Regions from separate parts of the Mus musculus genome. Here region 1 is linked to region 2. Evidence: chromatin contacts called from public HiChIP or PLAC-seq data. All regions are on one chromosome and are shown on one strand. The core of a region is the stretch at or near the end of the contact, and the rest is flanking DNA. Distances in the headings are between cores, read along the strand shown.

Evidence for each region. HiChIP or PLAC-seq counts read pairs in DNA pulled down with a chosen protein or histone mark.
Region 1: a contact with region 2 is called in a FOXA1 HiChIP or PLAC-seq map of pancreatic cancer cells. The contact joins the promoter of 9130230L23Rik here to the promoter of Ube2k in region 2. A contact is called at or near these places in 2 of 115 datasets of contacts at active chromatin or transcription factors (effector CD8 T cells and pancreatic cancer cells).

The regions. Positions count from the first base shown.
Region 1 is chr5:66,002,010-66,005,708 of GRCm38.p6, forward strand. 9130230L23Rik (RIKEN cDNA 9130230L23 gene) reads right to left here and starts at 2,276. Exons shown (of 7, transcript NR_027961.1): 1 at 2,201-2,276.
Region 2 is chr5:65,535,801-65,540,100 of GRCm38.p6, forward strand. It overlaps Ube2k (ubiquitin-conjugating enzyme E2K), which reads left to right and starts at 1,445. Exons shown (of 7, transcript NM_016786.4): 1 at 1,445-1,746. The coding sequence starts at 1,684. It also overlaps a transcript of Smim14 not described here.

The DNA.
Region 1 (3,699 bases), core at 1,026-3,525, 470 kb after region 2:
GTAATTAGATGGCATCTCACTATGCAGGCCTGCGAAGAACACACTGGCTTTGAACTTGAAGTAGTCCTCAGACCTCAGCTTCCCAAGTGCTGGGATTGCAGGCGCGCTCACCCTACCCAGCTCTGCTTCAGTTAAACCAGGTTTCCTTTTGTCTACACAGAGGAATAAGGGGTAGTTAGTTTTTTTCTGTCAGGTATTAAGCTTTTTTTTCTTTCCTCAAAATAAGTTAAACAATTGTTTTAGAGATTTGACCTTGCTAATCATGAAGTATACAAACTAACATATGGGGTAATGACTGGGTGGGCGGGTAGTGTGTGAGTGTGTGTGTGTGTATGTGTATATGTGTGTTTATGTATGTGTGTATGTGTGCATGTGTATGTATGTGTATATGTGTGTGTATGTGTGTATATGTGTGCATGTGTATGTATGTATATATGTGTGTGTATATGTGTGCATGTGTATGTATGTGTGTTGTATATATGTGTGTATGTGTATGTATATATACATGTATGTGTGTATATGTATGTGTGTGTATGTGTGTATATGTATGTGTGTATATATGTGCACGTCTATGTATGTGTGTATATATGTGTATGTCTGTGTATGTGTATTGGGTATGTGCATGTGTGTGTTTGTGTGCATATGTGTTTGTATGTGTGTATATGTATATGTGTGTGTGTCTTTTCCCTGTATTGGCTAGATGACCAATCTGTTAAAGGGATCACAGTGGTTGATGACAAGCACTAAGAGTAAGCTAGTATTCAGCTTTTTTACACTAAAAGCAAGGTTTCAGAGGAAAATAACAACTTGAACACTACATTTGCTAAAGGAGAGACGTGGAATTGCTGGCACACATTAGAGCTTGGGTAAATGAAGAAATGCAATCTTGATAATGGGCAAGCTATATGGGGAAATGCCAGGAGGTTGGTCATTTAGCAGAGACACTCTGGCTAGGAAGAGAACCCAAAGCTCATGAATTTAAAAGCTTGGGGCCTCAGACCCTTTTTTTTTTTTTTTTTGGGTTTTTTGGTTTTTCGAGACAGGGTTTCTCTGTATAGCCCTGGCTGTCCTGGAGCTCACTTTGTAGACCAGGCTGGCCTCGAACTCAGAAATCCGCCTGCCTCTGCCTCCCGAGTGCTGGGATTAAAGGCGTGCGCCACCACGCCCGGCTGGCTCAGACCCTTCTTAATGAGCGAGTTCTCTCAACTGCAGAGCAGCACCTTGGCCTTGACTGACAATAAAAAAAAATTACAGTGGGAAAACAAGGGTGTGCTCAAATAAGTAAAGGAAAAACAAAAAATAAAACAAAACAAAAAGACCAAACAAACAAACAAAACCACCACACATCATGGAAAACGAGCCCTTACACACAGTTCCAAATTTTCCATTCAAACAAACAAACAAACAAACAAACACAAACAAATCTTATGTATAGTCTCATTGACCTAGGATGGTCTGGAGCCACGTATGATGGTGCTTGTCTTTAATACAGCACTTGTGAGGCAGAGGCAGGTGGCTCTGATTGGATTCAGGGTCAGCCTGGTGTACATAGTGAGTTCCAGGACAGCCTGAGCAGCACACTAAGACCCTGCCTCAAAAAAAAAAAAAAAAAAAAAAAAAAAAAAAAAAAAAAAAAGGAAAAGGAAAGGAAAGGAAAGGAAAGGGAAGGGAAGGGAGGGGAGGGGAGGGGAGGGGAGGGGAGGGAAGGAAAAGAACAAGGAATTCTGTAGATGAATCGCCGCCAGTGCTTCCAATCTTCCCCAGGGACAGGTGAGAGAGAATCTTCCCACTTTCAGCCAAGGTCTAGTGTACTACACTCAGAGTGTTCAGCCTGCATGCCATTACTGAGTTACGGACCTCAGGACAGCATGGAGAATTATTCCCATCAGCCTTCAGTCTATCCCTTCATTACCTCTAAGCCAGGAGTCCTAAGCGTTGTCTATAACCTCCCATCTCTTACTTTAGAAAAACCATTTACAGTGCCTCTTTCCTTTTTAAGAAAAAGCTTTTGCCTCATCCAGCCAGTATTCAGGAAAAAAAAGTTGTCTTCTGAAACTGGTGTGTGCGTGTGTGTGTGTATGTGTGTGTGTGTGTGCACGCGTGCCCCCGTGGGCGTGTGTGAAATCTCCCCAAGCCCTACCAGTTTGGGACTAGAATCTCCGGGCCTCAAGCAACCATCGTCCTCCCTGTAAGTCCTCACCTTAGATGGCTTCTATCCCTCTAGGCAGTTTTCGCCACACCCAGATCTTGCCACCTGGTGCTCTGCCTTCTTTTCTAATCCTGGTGCCCCTTGTCCTACAGCTTTGAACTGGGTTCAAGGGGAGGGAATGAAGGAGCCTTCTCAGCTGTCAAAGGTCTTTGCTATCTGAGCGTTGCAAAAGCAAACAGTCTAATCTCTGTGTAGCTAGGCAGGGACAGAGTGAGGCAGACAATCTTGTTTGTCATAGAATAACAGAAGGCTAGAACCGGCCGCCTCTGAGATCTTCCGTCCCAAGATACACAAAGGAGGAAACCAAGACCCAGAGAGAGTGGAGTGGTCTGCCCAAGGTCGCACAGACCTGTTTAATACCTGCAACTTACTCAGCTACTAAATAATTAAGCAATGCTTCTCCCCGCAACAATCTTGCAGGCTAGGTATGGTGATTCATAGACAAGAAGTGGAAGCCGGGTGACTAGCCCAGGTCTCCCCTAGCTAAGCAGGAAGCCAGGTTTCCAACATACTCTTAGCTACCTGTATGAGCCTACATCACAAGAGTTGTGAGCATACCAGACTATCTAAAACAGGATTGGCACTTGACAATTGGTGTTCCCTAAGTGAGTGACCAATATACTGGGGGCGGGGGCGGGGCGAAGCGAAGTGTGGGGTGGGGGTGGGAGTAGGGGAGGGGATGGGAACAACACCTGGGCCCCACAGGCCTCTACGAGGGGGGCTGGGAAATGTTGAGGTTGGATCAGGTGCCAGGCACTGGGCTTTACTTCCTCATTCACTTTATCCCTGGCATTTCGCTGTGGAGGACACAGAAGAGTGAGGAGGTGAACTTCCTCACAAAACTGTGTAAAATCAGAGCAACAGAGCTCTGATGAATAGGATTGAACGGGGTCACGTTCCTCCGCCCCTCTTCCTACCGCCTGCCGCGTCTGTCTTTTCCTCTTCCCAGCGTCCACCAACCCAAGGCTTCACCGCAAAACTGTTGCTAGGTCCTCCTTCCCTTTGTCCCATTAAATGTTCTTTTCTGCAGACCACTCCCTGCCCCAGAGGCTACCTGATAAGCTGATTCCTGAGTGGCTTTCACAGGAAACCTGTTCTCCCTTTAGGTAACCCAGTTGACCTTTAAATGTCAAATCGTCAAGTTTCCAAGCAAACTGAGGAGAATGGGAGTGGGAAGCCAGGCAAGGTGTCACACAAAGTAAGGCTCATTTCCCTGTTCCTCGGTTTGTCCGGAGACTGTTCCTCCTTCCGCAGCCCCGCAGCCCCGAGGAGTTCAGCCCATGCAAAGCATAGAAGTGAAACTTATTTGCATCCTGTTCTCAAACAAAGGCCATACCTGTGGGACATTGGTTAATTCCCAACCACCCCTCCCCTCCCAACTCGGAAAGACTGAGGTCACGGTTCCAGCTTTGGTGCTGTAGGTGAGGTGGGGGGGGGGGTGAGGACACAGGACTTAGAAGTTCAGGGTTCTTCTGTTCCAGGACAGACAA
Region 2 (4,300 bases), core at 195-2,694:
CTTACATATAATATAAATATAAAAAGAAAAAAAAAAAGAAAAATTGAACTCTTAGAAGTTTAAACAACCTCCTTATCTCACAGATGAGGGAAACATGATTCTCGAACTGATGGTCCTCCTGCTTCTGACTCCCAATCTAGGATTACAAGCTTGTACCACCACACTCAGCTAGCATTAGTCTTAAAATGGAATACGGAACTGATCGATTAGGTGAATACATGAAACATATTCCTACAATAACACCTTCATAATTTCAAAATGTTATTTTCTTTCTTTTTTTTTTATTTTTACTTTTTTGGTTTTTCCAGACAGGGTTTTTCTGCATAGCCCTGGCTGTCCTGGAACTCACTCTGAGACCAGGCTGGCCTCGAACTCAGAAATCCGCCTGCCTCTGCCTCCTGAGTGCTGGGATTAAAGGCGTGCGCCACCATGCCCGGCGCTCAAAATGTTATTTTCAAAGTACCTCTCAGCACCCACACCATATTGTTTTAAACTCTACTAACCACTTTCAAATAGCCTCTCCACGTTATTGCTCAATTAAATAATTTTACTCGTTTCTCTTTTCTCCACTCAACTATATTCACTCAATACAAGCGCCAAACACCTTTGTAAGTTTAAAGCTCTTTCGGCCTTCTATTTCTTCAACTGTCACTATAATAAATACAGTTCTTCACATGCTTAATCCAGTCATTCCCACAGCGTGGCCGCTGAAAAACGGGCAGCAGGGAGCTTGCTAGGAATGCCAATTCTTAGGTCCATCCACACTCTAGAGATAGGTGCTAACAATCTTAACCAGCTCTCCAGGGATTCCGAGGCACTTTCAAGTTTGAAAAACACCTTAGTTCTGCAGTTCAGCATTGATTATCTAAACAGGGCAAAGATGTAACTTCTGGCTTTTAAACCCATCACAGGCCTCTTTCTGGCAACACCTGTATCAATTACAAGCCGTGGGACACAACCATTACACAACCTTAAACATCTGTAATACCTGAGATGACCGAATAATAGTTGCCTTATCATGGTTCCAGAACAAAAGCTACGGCAGTGGATTTCCCGGGGGTTTACCAACGGACGCTGGGCAGGACCCAGTTCCTGCATAGCTTTTTCCTCCGCTAGACACAGGGAGGCACTTCGAGCCCGTGGGTTCTGGGTCTGGCCGAGTTAGAGCGGGGCTCGGCCCGGCTAGGGCCGGGGACACCCGCCAGGCCGGGCTCCCACCTCGGGTCCCAGCCTAGGGACTGGAGGTCTCTCTGTAAAGGAGGCCGAGGGGCAGGGGAGGACCCGGCAGGCCCAGACCCCGCGGACAGGCCGCGAAGCCGCACCCTCCTGGCCCCAGCCGCCGGCAGGGCGGAGCCACGCGGCCGAAGCCCCGGCTGAGACGCGCGGCGCGGCGCGGCGCGGGCTCGCTGCTGGAGACGTATGGGGCTCCCACTGGAGCGGCTGCGCCGCCCGGTCGGGTCAGCGTGGTGCGCATGCGCGGACCCGGCGCCATTTTGGTGGCCGGGCGCGGAGGTGATTCTACAGTGAGGAGGAACGCGACGGCGAGGGTGGCAGTGGCAGCGTTCGTGTGCTCGGGTCTGAATCGCTGAGGGAGGAGGCGGCGGCGGAGGAAGAGGTGGCAGCGGTGGCGGTGGTCGTAGCGGTGGCGGAGGAGGCGGGTACGAATCAGCTGCGGGCAGAGACATGGCCAACATCGCGGTGCAGCGAATCAAGCGGGAGTTCAAGGAGGTGCTGAAGAGCGAGGAGGTCAGGAACGAGCTACCGGACGCCCCCATCTCAGCCCCGGGCGGCAGGGCCCCTTCCTTCCGCGACCCCCGGCGGGCCCTGGCCGGCTTCGCTGCGGCCGCCTCTCTGCCTCTGGGGAAGCGGCGGCCTCCCCTCCTCCTCCCGCCGCCTTTCCCTCCCCTCCCCGGGCCCTGGGAGAGGCGGTCTCGCGGGCGGCTGGCCGGCCGGCCGGCCTGGGGAGGAACGGGGTTTGGAGGGCCGATGCCGAAGCACTCGTCGGGGGCACGTGAGCTCTAGAGGGAGCCCCGAGGCGGTGGCGGCAACATCTGGAAGTGTGACTAGGCGGTGGGGAAGAAGGAGCAGGCCGAGAAAACCCGGGAAGTGGGTTGGGGGAAGGGGAAAGGTAGTAACTGGATCCCCCGGCCGCAGCGCACCCCCCAGGCCCACGCTTTTCGGGGTGTTCTGGAGATCGCCGGCCGGGGCCTTTGCTGTCTTCTCCTTGGGGAAGGAACCTCCACAGTCTTTAGGTATAGACGAGGGGAAGACTTTGAGTTACTCCCTTCCAGTGTAGTGTTGGGGGAAAGGGAGACATAATGGGAAGGGAACTGAAACAATTTCCACTACAGATAGAGAAATAATTCCGAATGAGGTGGTAATCTCTTTTCTACGGACCCAGCCCGTAACTAGGCCTCATCATTGACATTTAAAGCTTTTAGTCTGGTCAAAGGCAAGTTGTTTGTTAATTAAATGATTTGAAGTAGGGAGAATAATGGAGTGTCTGAGTAGCCTATTTCAGAATACTGTTTACCAGTGTCAGGCTCTCCTAGGGCAATGCCTCTGTGACTAGTGTTGTACTGTGAAACTTCATTATGATGTCCCTCATAGTTAACTTGAGTCTCACTTTTAAAAACAGGCCTATTAAAAAACAAGGGATTTCATCAGATAACACGTTATTGTAGTTCACTATTGAGTTAGGTTTATTTTTTTGACACAATATTATAGCAGGAAATAGCATATTAAGAAAAATAAAACTCCTAGTACATTGTAAGTCTTGCAAATTTTAAGTACATTAATGCTTGCCAAATTTATTTATGTGAAATATTGAGAGTGATTGAATAATTTTACTCATCTGTAAAAGTAATAGTACAACTTTTTCCACCTAAATCGACAAAAATGCTAGCTTTTCTATGATTGAACTTAACAACAAAATTCTGTAAGTAATTATTTTTTTCAGGTTTACATGTTTTTCTTCTAGGCTTGCTTGATGCTTTGATAATGTCAATTATGATCTTTAAAATTAAGCCTTTTAAGCACATGAGGAACTGTTACAAATCTTGTAGCTCTCCACCTATATTTGTGCCTTCCAGCTTGCAGATCATTAGCCATCGTCCCAGTAGACTTGTAGAAAGTCACTTAAAATTGAAATGACAATATTAGCAGATTTAGTGAGCATACTAAGAAGTAAGTAGTGATCTGCCTTACGTAGCATGAACTCTGACCTCTGTATTCATTTGCCAAAACTCTGAATGGAAGGATGACTTTGTATTTTTTGTGGAACAATGCAGAAACAGTGTGAATGGCTGTATTCACAAATTTTTAACGGTGATTTAAACTTTTTAAATAAGCAAACTTAGTTTGGGATTGTTTATATATATATATTCTTTTTTTTCCCGTTTTTTTGAGGCAGGGTTTCTTAATGGAAGATAATACCTAATCTTGTTGGCCTCAAACATCTATAATAAGGTGGTAGGAGTCTTTAGACTTCTCATGCTTTCTTTTATCTAAAAGTGTCAAGTTACTGCCCTGAAAATCGATATATTCTCTTTGCTTCCTGTGGTGTGACTTTTCCCAATGGTGTTTGGTGTTTAAGTTGAAGGTTTTCAGCATTTGTATGGCTCTGGCAGTGCATATTTAACTGATGGGTTAAGGAAGTGGCTCCATGGGTAAAGGTGGCTTGCCTGATGACCTGAGTTCAGACTCGAGGACCCACATGGGAGGTTTTTCCTTTGACCTCTACACCCATAAATGCAAATAAAATAAAAGCTCATCCTCATGTACAAGATTTAAAAAAATTGTCAATGGATCTCAGGAAGAAAATAGGAAATATGAACACAAGTTATTCAAGAATGGTCCCTTTAAAAACCTAGCAGGGAACTCATTTCAAGGAACTAAGTTGCAAAGAATGTTTTGGAAAAGATCAGATGAAATTTAATATTGTAAAACACACACACACACACACAAAACCAACGTATAGCTTTATCCTCACAGATAGTTTATTTCGTTGACATTTTAGTAAGTCAAGTCCAGTTCCGTAGATAGGTTGTATTGATTTTCACCTCAATGAAGGACCCATAGTGCAGTCTATATATTTCCTTTTTAGTGTGTAAATGTGAGCTTTTGAATAGTTGGCCAAGTAATTATTTCACCATGTCACTTCATGCAAATCTCCAGTATATGAGGTTTAATTCATTTGGTAGTGTTTTAATAATTTTGGTGGATCTGATGACTTTTTTTTTTTTTTTTTTTTTTTGCCTTTTTTGTTTAAAGTGCCTTTGTAAAAATAGCTGACTTGTCA